3 separate regions of the Mus musculus genome follow, and regions 2 and 3 are each linked to region 1. Evidence: chromatin contacts called from public promoter capture Hi-C data. All regions are on one chromosome and are shown on one strand. Each heading gives the region's core, a stretch centred on a gene start, on an enhancer-like site or on the middle of the called end of the contact. The rest is flanking DNA. Distances are from core to core; before and after follow the strand shown. Region 1 holds the start of Rpl30 (ribosomal protein L30). Region 2 holds the start of Slc25a32 (solute carrier family 25, member 32). Region 3 holds the start of Dap (death-associated protein).

What was found. Promoter capture Hi-C pulls out the DNA fragments that hold promoters and counts their contacts.
Region 2: a contact with region 1 is called in a promoter capture Hi-C map of pre-B cells, with 4 times the contacts expected there. The contact joins the promoter of Slc25a32 here to the promoter of Rpl30 in region 1. A contact is called at or near these places in 2 of 39 promoter capture datasets (liver and pre-B cells) and 1 of 484 Hi-C or Micro-C datasets (CD4 T cells).
Region 3: a contact with region 1 is called in a promoter capture Hi-C map of pre-B cells. The contact joins the promoter of Dap here to the promoter of Rpl30 in region 1. A contact is called at or near these places in 3 of 39 promoter capture datasets (liver and pre-B cells) and 1 of 484 Hi-C or Micro-C datasets (CD4 T cells).

The regions. Positions count from the first base shown.
Region 1 is chr15:34,441,404-34,444,830 of GRCm38.p6, forward strand. It overlaps Rpl30 (ribosomal protein L30), which reads right to left and starts at 1,873. Exons shown (of 5, transcript NM_001163485.1): 1 at 1,782-1,873; 2 at 1,622-1,674; 3 at 1,232-1,377. The coding sequence starts at 1,642.
Region 2 is chr15:39,111,131-39,114,557 of GRCm38.p6, forward strand. It overlaps Slc25a32 (solute carrier family 25, member 32), which reads right to left and starts at 1,586. Exons shown (of 7, transcript NM_172402.3): 1 at 1,218-1,586. The coding sequence starts at 1,371. Dcaf13 (DDB1 and CUL4 associated factor 13) reads left to right here and starts at 1,744. Exons shown (of 11, transcript NM_198606.2): 1 at 1,744-1,921. The coding sequence starts at 1,852.
Region 3 is chr15:31,222,503-31,225,929 of GRCm38.p6, forward strand. It overlaps Dap (death-associated protein), which reads left to right and starts at 1,883. Exons shown (of 4, transcript NM_146057.3): 1 at 1,883-2,081. The coding sequence starts at 2,027.

The DNA of each region.
Region 1 (3,427 bases), core at 623-3,122:
GTACTGACAGACTTGTGACAAATTGGTGAGGCCTTTTTAACAGTAACTAAATCACTTCCAACTCTTAAAAAAGATTCTAGCTGTCCTGATTATCATGGATCCTTTACTAGTGTATTGTGATAATTAAATACCTAACTTTTTGGAGGTAGTATCCAATATTAAAGTACATTGTATTCATGTTTCAATTTACTAAGTTTAAAATGTGTAAGTTACTTAAAAACTAGAAAAGGGTATAATAGACATAAAAAAGCCAATGCTGGCCTGGAGATATGGTTCACTGAAAGCTTGTACTGCTCTTAAGAAAGTTCAGTTTCCAGCATTCACATCAGCCACCTCACAACACCAGGAGAATCTCGTGTCAGCAACAAGTATATACTCCATTTTAATCAAACGAAGGCAAAGAATAATAGGAAGGTGGAGTGGAGGGTCAGAAACCTAAAAAAGTAAGCCCTCTTAAACCACCTACTATACAGTGAATACTACATAAGGGCTGCTGATAATATTACCCAAAAAATAAATACTTCAGTGCCAAGTTAAAGGATACAAATTGTTAAGATTTGAAAGTTCCACAGAACCTTGAGCTTAGAATGTGGCCCCACATACCAACAGTGCTCCAAAGTGCTTATGAGAAATGAACTTGAAGCTCCAGCCTGGACCCACTGAGTCTGAGCTTGTAATTTAGTAATGAATGTCTACGCTGCCACTATGAATCGACTGGCAAAGGTTTAAAATAAGACCAAACATTCCAAACTCTGCCACTAAGTATAGACACCTACATAAAAGGCTGAAGAGGTGTACAATTGCCATAGAAAAATCAAGGAGCGTATACTACACAAGCTTCTTCAGCTTACTTAAAATACTTGTTAGGTTCGAGTTAAAATAGTTAATCAAGAATGAACGTGTTCAGAAAATTGGACCCTGCCAAATAGGTGATTTCATGATACCATCACCTCCATAATCCAGCCAGAATTTTTCTAAACTAAAACAGGCACATGAAGCGGAGTGTTAACACTTCAAACCTTGAAAAATTCGGGATCGGGCTTCCCCCAGTCTGCGTGTATCATTTGTATACCTCCTGTCACACAACGTGCCTCAAAGGTACATTTACAAAAAACACACACAAAGCAAGGTCCAAACATCAGAAAGCAACCATCATTATTCTTCTTCCCAATGCTGGATACTGCACAGTGAATTTACAATAGGCTGCACACATCCAGGTTCCCTCCATTACCTCAAAGCTGGACAGTTGTTGGCAAGGATAACCAACTTCGCTTTGCCTTGTCTGATCATCTTCAGAGTCTGCTTGTAGCCCAGCACGTACTTCCCACTTTTCATAACAAGTTGGAGCCTAGAGTTGATCGACTCCAGAGACTTTTTCTACAATGCAAACGTTTGAGACTTGAACACCACTTGCAGTCATCTAAAACCAAACTCAGTTCCAGATTTCTGGAACTGAACCCTTTCATGATGTCTGAGACCATACAAAGAGCCTCTCGGATTCACTTTGAGACCCTGAAACGTCAGCGACAAGTCGTCCACCCAGTGTGCTCAAATCTATCCGCCCCGGCCCGACCCAGCTCTCCACGTGAACCGGCTTCCGGGCCCGATCGGCTTCACTCACCGTCTTCTTTGCGGCCACCATCTTCCTGCCTTAGGTGCGGGACAACCCCCAACCTAGCATACACAGAGGACAGAAGAGAGGATTATAATCCAGAGCGTCAAACACCAGCTAGCGGAGCTCCCCGAGCCGCCTAATCGTTTACCCCGCAGAGCTCACTCACCAACACCAGCCGCCAAGATGGCCGGGGAGCGAGAAAGGAAGGAGCTCCCACAATGCAAAGCTCTTCTAGGCCGACAGAGGATTGTGGGACCGGAAGCGGAAGAGAAGCCGGTCCGGGTCACAAGCAGAACAGCGCTTGCGAGAGTAGTCTGCGGTAGTTGGTTGCTATGGGGACCGGGTTACAACGCAGGCTGGGCTGCTGCGGCGTCTGGGCTCCGGCCTTCGGTTCTGGGCGTTTGTTCTGCTGCAGCGGGCTGACACCGCGGAGAGCCGGAGCTCGATGGGAGCTGACGACGAGGCCCAGGGCTCCGTGGCGAGGCGGCAGCGACCTGGCCTCTCCTGGGCTGGTCTCCGCCTGACGTTGTCTTGGGCGTGCTCCGGAAGGACCCCGGGCCGCCGGTTTACCCCGTGACTGCTCACCAGGAGCGGAGGCATCTCTGTCCACCCGCCGCTGATCTTCCTGTTTGCCGCTCCGTAGGACACACACCCCTTTTGCGGCGGTTTTATACCGTGTACTTGGGAGCCTACTTTGCACAGGGACCACAATTGAAAAAAAAAAAAAAAAAACCTGGTGAAGTGGCTGACGGGTAAATGCGCTTGTCGCTAAGTAGACGAATGAGTTCCAAACCCACGTGGTGGGAGGGGAGCGCCAAGTCCAGCAGGTTTTTCTTTGGCCTGCGCTTGAATGCTCACATACGTATACAGAAGTAAAGAAATAGTCGCAATACGAATAATTTAAAAAATCATTTTGCTACGAAACTTGGGCCGTTGTATAAATGTAGCATTCAAGGAAAAAAAAAAAAAACCTTGAAAGCCTCTACTATTTACGCACTAGCACCAACGAAAACCCAGGGCTGTTGAGATTGTTCAGTCAGTAAAGTGTGCTTGCCTTGCAAGCGTGGGGACCTGCATTTTATGCCTAAACCTCTCTGTCAATCCCCAGCCCCCAAAAGTCTGGCATGGTTGTGCACACTTGTAACTCCATTTGTGGAACAGATTCCCCAAGGCTGGCTAGCCAGCCAACCTAGTCTAACCTGTCAGCTCCAGGTCTCAAAGATCTTGTGAAAAATAAGGTGGACAACTACCGAGTAAGTACCCAGAAGTTGACCTGTGACCTCTGCCCAACTGCACAAGCACCTGTGCCACCAAATTTATATAAGCATGAAAAAGGAAACCCAGGGTAGTAGGTAAGCTGTATGGTGAGTTACTTTGCCCTGGAGGTTAGGAAAGGGAAGAACAACCCTGCCTCCCCTTAATTAAAATAACTTTAAAAACATCCATGAGTCATGCGGGTCGAGATGATCTATACCTATAATCCCACCCGGAGCTGGCAATCTCTGTGAGTTGATCTTTTGGAAAAAGAAAAAAAACGGAAACTAAAACATATTACTTAGCCAACACACACACTCTATGAGATAGTAACTGTGTTATTCTCACATTTTTACAGCTAGTGTATTACAGAAGTATGAATAGAACCAGGCCTGCAAATTAGGGTTTTTTGGTTTTTGTTTGTTTTGGTTGAGTCTTTTGAGACAGGATTTCTCTGTCTGTCCTGGAACTCACTCTGTAGACCAGGCTGGCCTCGAACTCAGAAAATCCAGAAATTTTACATTAAAATTTATTCAACTGTTGTGGCCCATTTTAATG
Region 2 (3,427 bases), core at 336-2,835, 4.7 Mb after region 1:
TTCTAGAATACACTCCACAGGTACCACACATTCTCCACCACGGAATGTCTTGTCTCCTCTAGCTGTCAAAATATTAATCCTGTTGAGGACTTTAATATGGAACCTTTACAGATACATACAAGCCACCTATGTTTATTTTTTTAATATTTACTTTATCATTTCATATTTCATATGTGCCCCTGGGTGGGTATGTGCATGTGCTGGCAGAGTCCAGAGATGTTAGGTTTCCTTGAAGCCAGAATTATAGACAGTTGGGAGCCACCTGCTCAAAGTGGGTGCTGAGAACTCAATGTGGGTCCTGTGGAAAGGCTAAGTCATCTCTCCAGCCCCAGCTTTCCTTATATAGTCTTTTTATATAGCCTATTTGTGCTCTTATTTTGTATTTGAATTTATTCTACTTAGCAACTGATTTCATGTTGTGTAGAATCCTTTTATATATCTTAGGGTAATTACATTTTTAAGTTTCCTAACGATAAGAAACTGTTGGTACTTCTTAGTTCGACTCCACTGTTCAACATTAAGACACATACATCAAGTAAATCGAATAAAATTAGAATGCTCTACTAAATCCATCTCTAAAGATTTGATTTTCTGGAAAAATTTAGTTTGTAATAAATGAAATAACAGAAATGGTTTCTAAATAGTTACCAAGGCTCACCTATGTAATGCAACTTGGTATTAATTCCTAAAATGCCGTGCTAATTTCCATATACTTAATTCACACTTTAATACAGTTATTTAGAGTGTAGAAGCTCCTCCTTCCTTCACCAGACAATGCATATTTTTAAATACTGCAAACTAAAGAAACTTTAGTGAATATTTTAATCCCAAACTATGACCTTACTCTCCGAAGGTGACAAAGCACCGGCTCACACACTTGTACTTTCGTCTGACTTTATACAGCCAAACACGTGGCTGCCCTAAGACTTCAAATTACCCCAAAGAGTGAATGACTCGTGAACATGAGGGTCAAATGTGACAACCTCCTTTCTCTCAAACTTCACCCACTTTCCCTATCCTTTATGGTTAGGAGACACAGGGAAAGCCGGGGTCCCCTTCCTAAATCCTAGCTCCAGGTAACGCAGGGTGCACAGCATCATCTTAGGGGCTCTCCCCCTTGTAGTAGAGTCTGGGGAGACTAATGTCTCTTCTGCGTGTAAGTGCTTCGCTGGGGCTGGCAGCAAGGGAAGCCGCCCGGGACGTGGGCAGGCTCTTACCAGCGAAGCGGATCTTCACGAGGTCGAGCGGGTGCAGCGCCAGGTTGGACAAGACCCCGCCACTCACGCCAGCCACCAGGTTCTCGTACCGGACGTGGCGGAACACCGCGCTCCACGCCGCCGACCCGGCAGCCGACTGGCCCTGGCCTGTCATGGGCTCCGGGTTCGTCGACACTACGGCGTCCAGCGCCGCCGACGTGGGGCGTGATGTAGTGGCCGCCACCGTGGCGACTGTCGCGGCCCGGGGCCTGGAACCGCAGGACGCGAGCCCACTTCCGGGACCGGAGCCCGGGACGCTGCTGCAGGCAAGTCACACCCGCGGCAAAGCGGGGAGTAGGAGAAACCTCAGAGCGGAGCTTGCTTAGCCCCGCCCAGCAGGCCTGGCCCCGCCCACAGCTGCGCGCGCTCGCCCTCGGGTCAAGACGCGAGCGACAGCTGAAGGACCGCCCCCTCCAGCTCCTAGCCGGAGAGACTACGGAACGCCGCGAGGTCCAGCTGAGCCATCCGGCTGCCACTCTGCGGAGCCACGTGACAGGAAGCCCGCGGAAGGCGGAAGTAGTGTGTCTGCGTGCTGGCCCCGGTAAGTCGAGCCCGGTTTAAAGGCTCGTGGAGTCCGACACCCAGAGCCGCCAAGATGAAGGTGAAAATGCTGAGCCGAAACCCTGACAACTATGTCCGCGAAACCAAGCTGGACATACAAAGAGGTGAGAGGAACTGGAACAGAGGAAGGGGCCTCCTCCCGGATTCTTTGGGTCTGGCCAGCTTTCGAGCAGTAAAAGGGGCGGGAGGCCAGCGCTCTGGTCTCGGTTTCCCTCTCCGCCTAGGCGGCTGCGTCCACACGGGGCTGGTGAGGATCAGAACTGCAGATGGCACATACCTCTACGTCCTTTGTGAGAATTTTCCTCTAGTGGGAAGTAGTTACGTATACACGCCTTTAATCCCAGCACTTGGGAGGCAGAGGCAGGCGGATTTCTGAGTTCAAGGCCAGCCTGGTCTACAGAGTGAGTTCCAGGACAGCCGGGGCTACAGAGAGAAACCCTGTCTGCGTTACTAAAGGTTCTCTCTCCTCCCCCTAGCATTGCTAACGTGTGGTATATGGCCCCCCCCCCCAGCTCCCAAGGTGTTTTACATGGTAATAATTTCTTTTCTTTTTTTTTTTTTTGGTAATATTTCTTAAATGAAAAGTAGATTTGTCCCCAGAGTTTGACGTTAATTATTTTGAATCTTTGAACCTCATTACTTTTTTTTTTCTTCCACTTTCACCAAACAGTGCATTGCTGGATGGAGCTGTCATGGTTTATAGTGCTTGGCCCAGGGAGTGGCCTTGTTGGAGTAGGTGTGTCACTGTGGGTGAGAGCTTTAATACCCTAGTCCTAGCTGCCTAGCAGAAAGTATTCTCCTAGCAGCCTTCAGATGAAGCTGTAGAACAACTCTCAGCTCCTCCTGCACCATGCCTGCCTAGATTTTACCATGTTCTCACCTTGATGATAATGGACTGAACCTCTGAACCTGTAAGCCAGCCCCAACTAAATGTTGTCCTTATAAGAGTTGCCTTGGTCGTGGTGTCTGCTCACAGCAGTAAAACCCTAACTAAGACAGTGGCTTACGTTACCCTTGCCAATGTGGGTGCATTTCAGGCTTTGTCTTGGAGCTATACTTATGTACGTATCTTTACATACTTATCCCTACAAGTGCCCTCCATCCTGCGCATCAGTGTCCTCTTCTGTGTTTTCAGTACACATTGTTTGGATTTGTCAGTGCTTATCACATTATCTCATGGTTCATGCTGATTAGCAGGCTTTCCTATCAGCTTGAAAAGAGAGGAAAGAATCCTATTCCTATATGCAGTGTTTAGACAATAACTCACATAAATAGCTACTTTGTAAGTATCGGAATGAATGAATGAATGGGTGACAGCTGGGACACAGAATCTTATGCTAGGAGATACAACTCTACTTTATAGTAACATCTTTTTTCAACAGTATCTCCCTATTTTTATTTATTTATTTATTTGTGTTGTTTTGTTTTTGTTTTTTCGTTTTTCTCGAGACAGGGTTTCTCTGTATAGCCCTGGCTGTCCTGGAACTCACTTTGTAGACCAAGCTGGCCTCGGAACTCAGAAATCCACCTGCCTCCGCCTCCCAAGTGCTGGGACTAAAGGCGTGCGCCGCCACCACCACCCGGCTATTTTTATTTTTATAATAGAAATA
Region 3 (3,427 bases), core at 633-3,132, 3.2 Mb before region 1:
TCACTCTTTCCAGATTCTGTTTAGAAAACAGCCTACTTAGAGAAAAGTAGGAAATGTCCTCCAAAACCCTTACCCAGAAGTCAGCCAGCACTAGGAGGAAATGCTGCTGGGCTGAGAAACCTGGTATCTGGGCCCAGCTCACATTCACCAGACTGAAATGACTCTTTCACCTCCTCCCCCTCCCGCTCCCCCTTCCCCTCTCTCTATCTCTTTCTCTGTGTATGTTCTTGTTAAAAATGAATTATCCTCTCTCATCCCTAGAACCATTTAAGATTCAATTAACACCAGTCAACATTACTAGAATCTGTTCGGTAGACACCAGTGCATAGAATGCTCCCAGAGTGGTACTCAACATGTAGACTGTACCTGTGACAGACTGGGCTGGACATGCCCACACCCACCCACATGCCTCCTCCACAAGTGAAAGTGAATGAATATACTATTATATCCTAAGCATCCACTCCATTTTCTGTGTAGGCCCCATTTGTTGCTCTCTGTTAAGACAACATTGTAGGAGACCCATTGCCTCTCTGTTCCAGGATTATATGGGTCTTTTGCGATTGCCATGGCTAAGGGCCTGGAATATAAGTGAAAACCATATACCAGGCTTCTCCTTCCATGGAGCTGACAGTCCAGTCCATGGAGAATTCCAGTAAATGAGCAGAGAGAAATAAGGACGGCCAGATGAGGTTGATCGCATGGAGGCAGTAAAAAACATGAACAGAAACATGAGCCGGGCACCTTGGCTACATTCTCAGATCCCACAGGTCAGCTGACTTCACAAGCTGGTTGTACTATAGGAAGGAGTCAGTCATGTAGATATCTGGAGGAATCAGTGCTCAGTGATGGGAATAGCAGATGCCAAGACCAGAAGAACTGGCCTGTCCCACTAAAGAAGGATCAGAACAACCAATATGGGTCAAGGAGCCATAAGCAATGAGCTGCTAGTTTGCCAGGCCCTGTCACGAAAAAAGCCTTGTGGGTTGTATGTGCTACAGGTTGCATTTGATGGCCACAAGGGCTTCAAACCTCCTCGACTAAGAAATTGTTTCTATGCAAGCCTGCAAACCACTTGCCTCTTGAGAACCGCGAGCTAAATAATTCTGAGTAATTTATGAATTACTCAGACGCCAACATCATTACAGTGGAAAGCACCCCAGGAACGTGTAGGGAAGAGGGCCAAGGATGATGCACGGGAGATACAAATATTTACAAGTCTACAGAGAAGCTTGCCAAGCCGAATGGCAGCCACGGTGGTCTGGACAAGGCAGAGACATGGCGTCCCTAAAGCTAAAGAACATCCAGAGCTGTCTGCAGTGCTCCTACGAGATCAAAGGCACTGGACAAGTGACCTTCGGATTTGGCAGCCTGGGGTCAGGGAGAGGTTCTGAGAGATCAGTCAAGAGGTTCTGAGAGTAAGGAAGGAGTAGAGAGGTGTGGCACCCTGCCTCTTTTAATAGCTGGGTCGTCTAAGATCCGTGTGCAGCCTGGAAGGGATGGTGGCAGGCCCTTTTCTAAAGATAGAAGACTGCTGATCTTGCAGAGCTGCGAGTTCTAGAGAGTAACGGATAAGTTTTGCTGCAAAGTGAGCCAAGGAGCCAGGAGCTGCCATCTCTGAACGAAACCCCGCGCTGGGGTCTCGAACCACCAGCAGGCTACGCTTCCCTCAGTGACAGCTTGGCTAGTGAACACGCACCACGGGTCCAGCCCCTCGCTGGTCGCAGGGCCGCCCCGCCCTTCACGTACACACGCGCCCTGTCATCCTTCCCATACAATAGCCTTGGAGTCGTACGTGGCGCTGGCCGCTGCGCATGCTCCACAAGGACGGGCGGGGCGAGGCGAGGCGGCTCACAGAGTTCGGGTGGGCGGGACCGTGCCACGCAGCCGTTTGGAGCCACGCCCCCCTGCCCGGGGCGGCAGTGCGCGTTCCCGAGCAGCGCGCGCCTCACGCCTTCCCCCGAGTCCTCGCGCGCGCACTGACGCCCACCCCGCGGCTGCCGTCGCCCCTCCGAAAACCAGCGGCGCCATGTCTTCGCCTCCAGAAGGAAAGCTGGAGACCAAAGCTGGACACCCGCCCGCCGGTACTGACTGGTTTGCACTATGTCTTGGGGCGCCGGGAGGGGACAGGGCAGGATCGGGGTCCCAGTGCCCCGGTGCCCCTTGCTTGTGTGCTGCGCAGGCGCGCAGGTGAGCGGGCCCGGGGTGCAGGTGAGCGGGTCGCGGGATCCAGCCCTCCCCGGCGGGGACACCCTAGTTGTACAAGTCAAAACTCAAAAGTAGGCAGTTTTTATGAGATTGCACAGATGTTTGCGTGGGAGACCCCCAACAATTAAAAGGTAGTGTTGTATCATGATGATTAATCGTGGGCTGACAGCATTTCACACTGACAGACCAAAGAAGCGGAAATAATTATGATCATTAATCACCCGGCATGACTTCCTTTATTCATTTAATTTTCGCATCCAACTCCCTCTTGAAAGTGGTTAAAACGGTATTTTTTTAAAGCAAACCCGGAACTTCTGAGCCAAAACTTCTTTTTACTGGCAGTTCAGTCCAGTAAAGAGCCACCTCTCTTAGGAAATGGTGAGCAACCTTTGTGTGCCTTGGGCAGCCGCCTCCACTCAGTTCCTGTTTGTTCCTCCATGGCTGGAGGAGTTGGCATTTCTACTGCCCTTTCTGGTGGCAGAGATACCTGTGGAAGCACCACAGAGAGCCAGCCTGGAAACCGTGGGTCCTAGAAGCCAAGTCTCCTGTGGTATAAAACCAGGGCATCTCCCTGCAGACCTTGGAGGACTGTGTGGGGTAGGGACACATCTGTACCATCTTTCTGTAGTAAAAACTTAGACTCTCCAGCTGCTGGCCCCACTGGAGAACAGGAGGAGAGAGGAAACTGCCTTTAAAGTATGCTGTATTTCAAAGCTGATTCACTATGACAGTGCTTCTCAACTCGCCTAACTGGGGTTAGGAGTTATAGCTACGGGAGTCTTTGTGTTCAGTGTAAGATACTATGCTAGAGTATGGAAGGCTCTGGGTTCAATTCTCACTTCTTACAATACAAATTAACTTGTGGAAAGATTACCTTTAAGATACTGGCTCCTATCCCTAACCAAGTCTGTCCGCAATGGGTACCGGCTTGCTTCGCCAGTGGCGTCTCACTGAGTATATTAAACCACCTTCAGGGTAGGCCCTATGCCCCAGTAAATAGATGGCCAACGCAAAACGAACTCAGTGGTATTTTTGTAGACTTCCTGTCTCATGTGGTTTTCTTTGAGCATTTTTTAAAATCTTACTAGTGTATTGCTTGTGTATTTTGGTTTGTGGTTTTGTGGACTCTGTGTGTGTGTGTGTGTGTGTGTGTGTGTGAGAGAGAGAGAGAGAGAGAGAGAGAGAGAGAGAGAGAGGTATGGTGGGTAGGAATTGGGGGAAA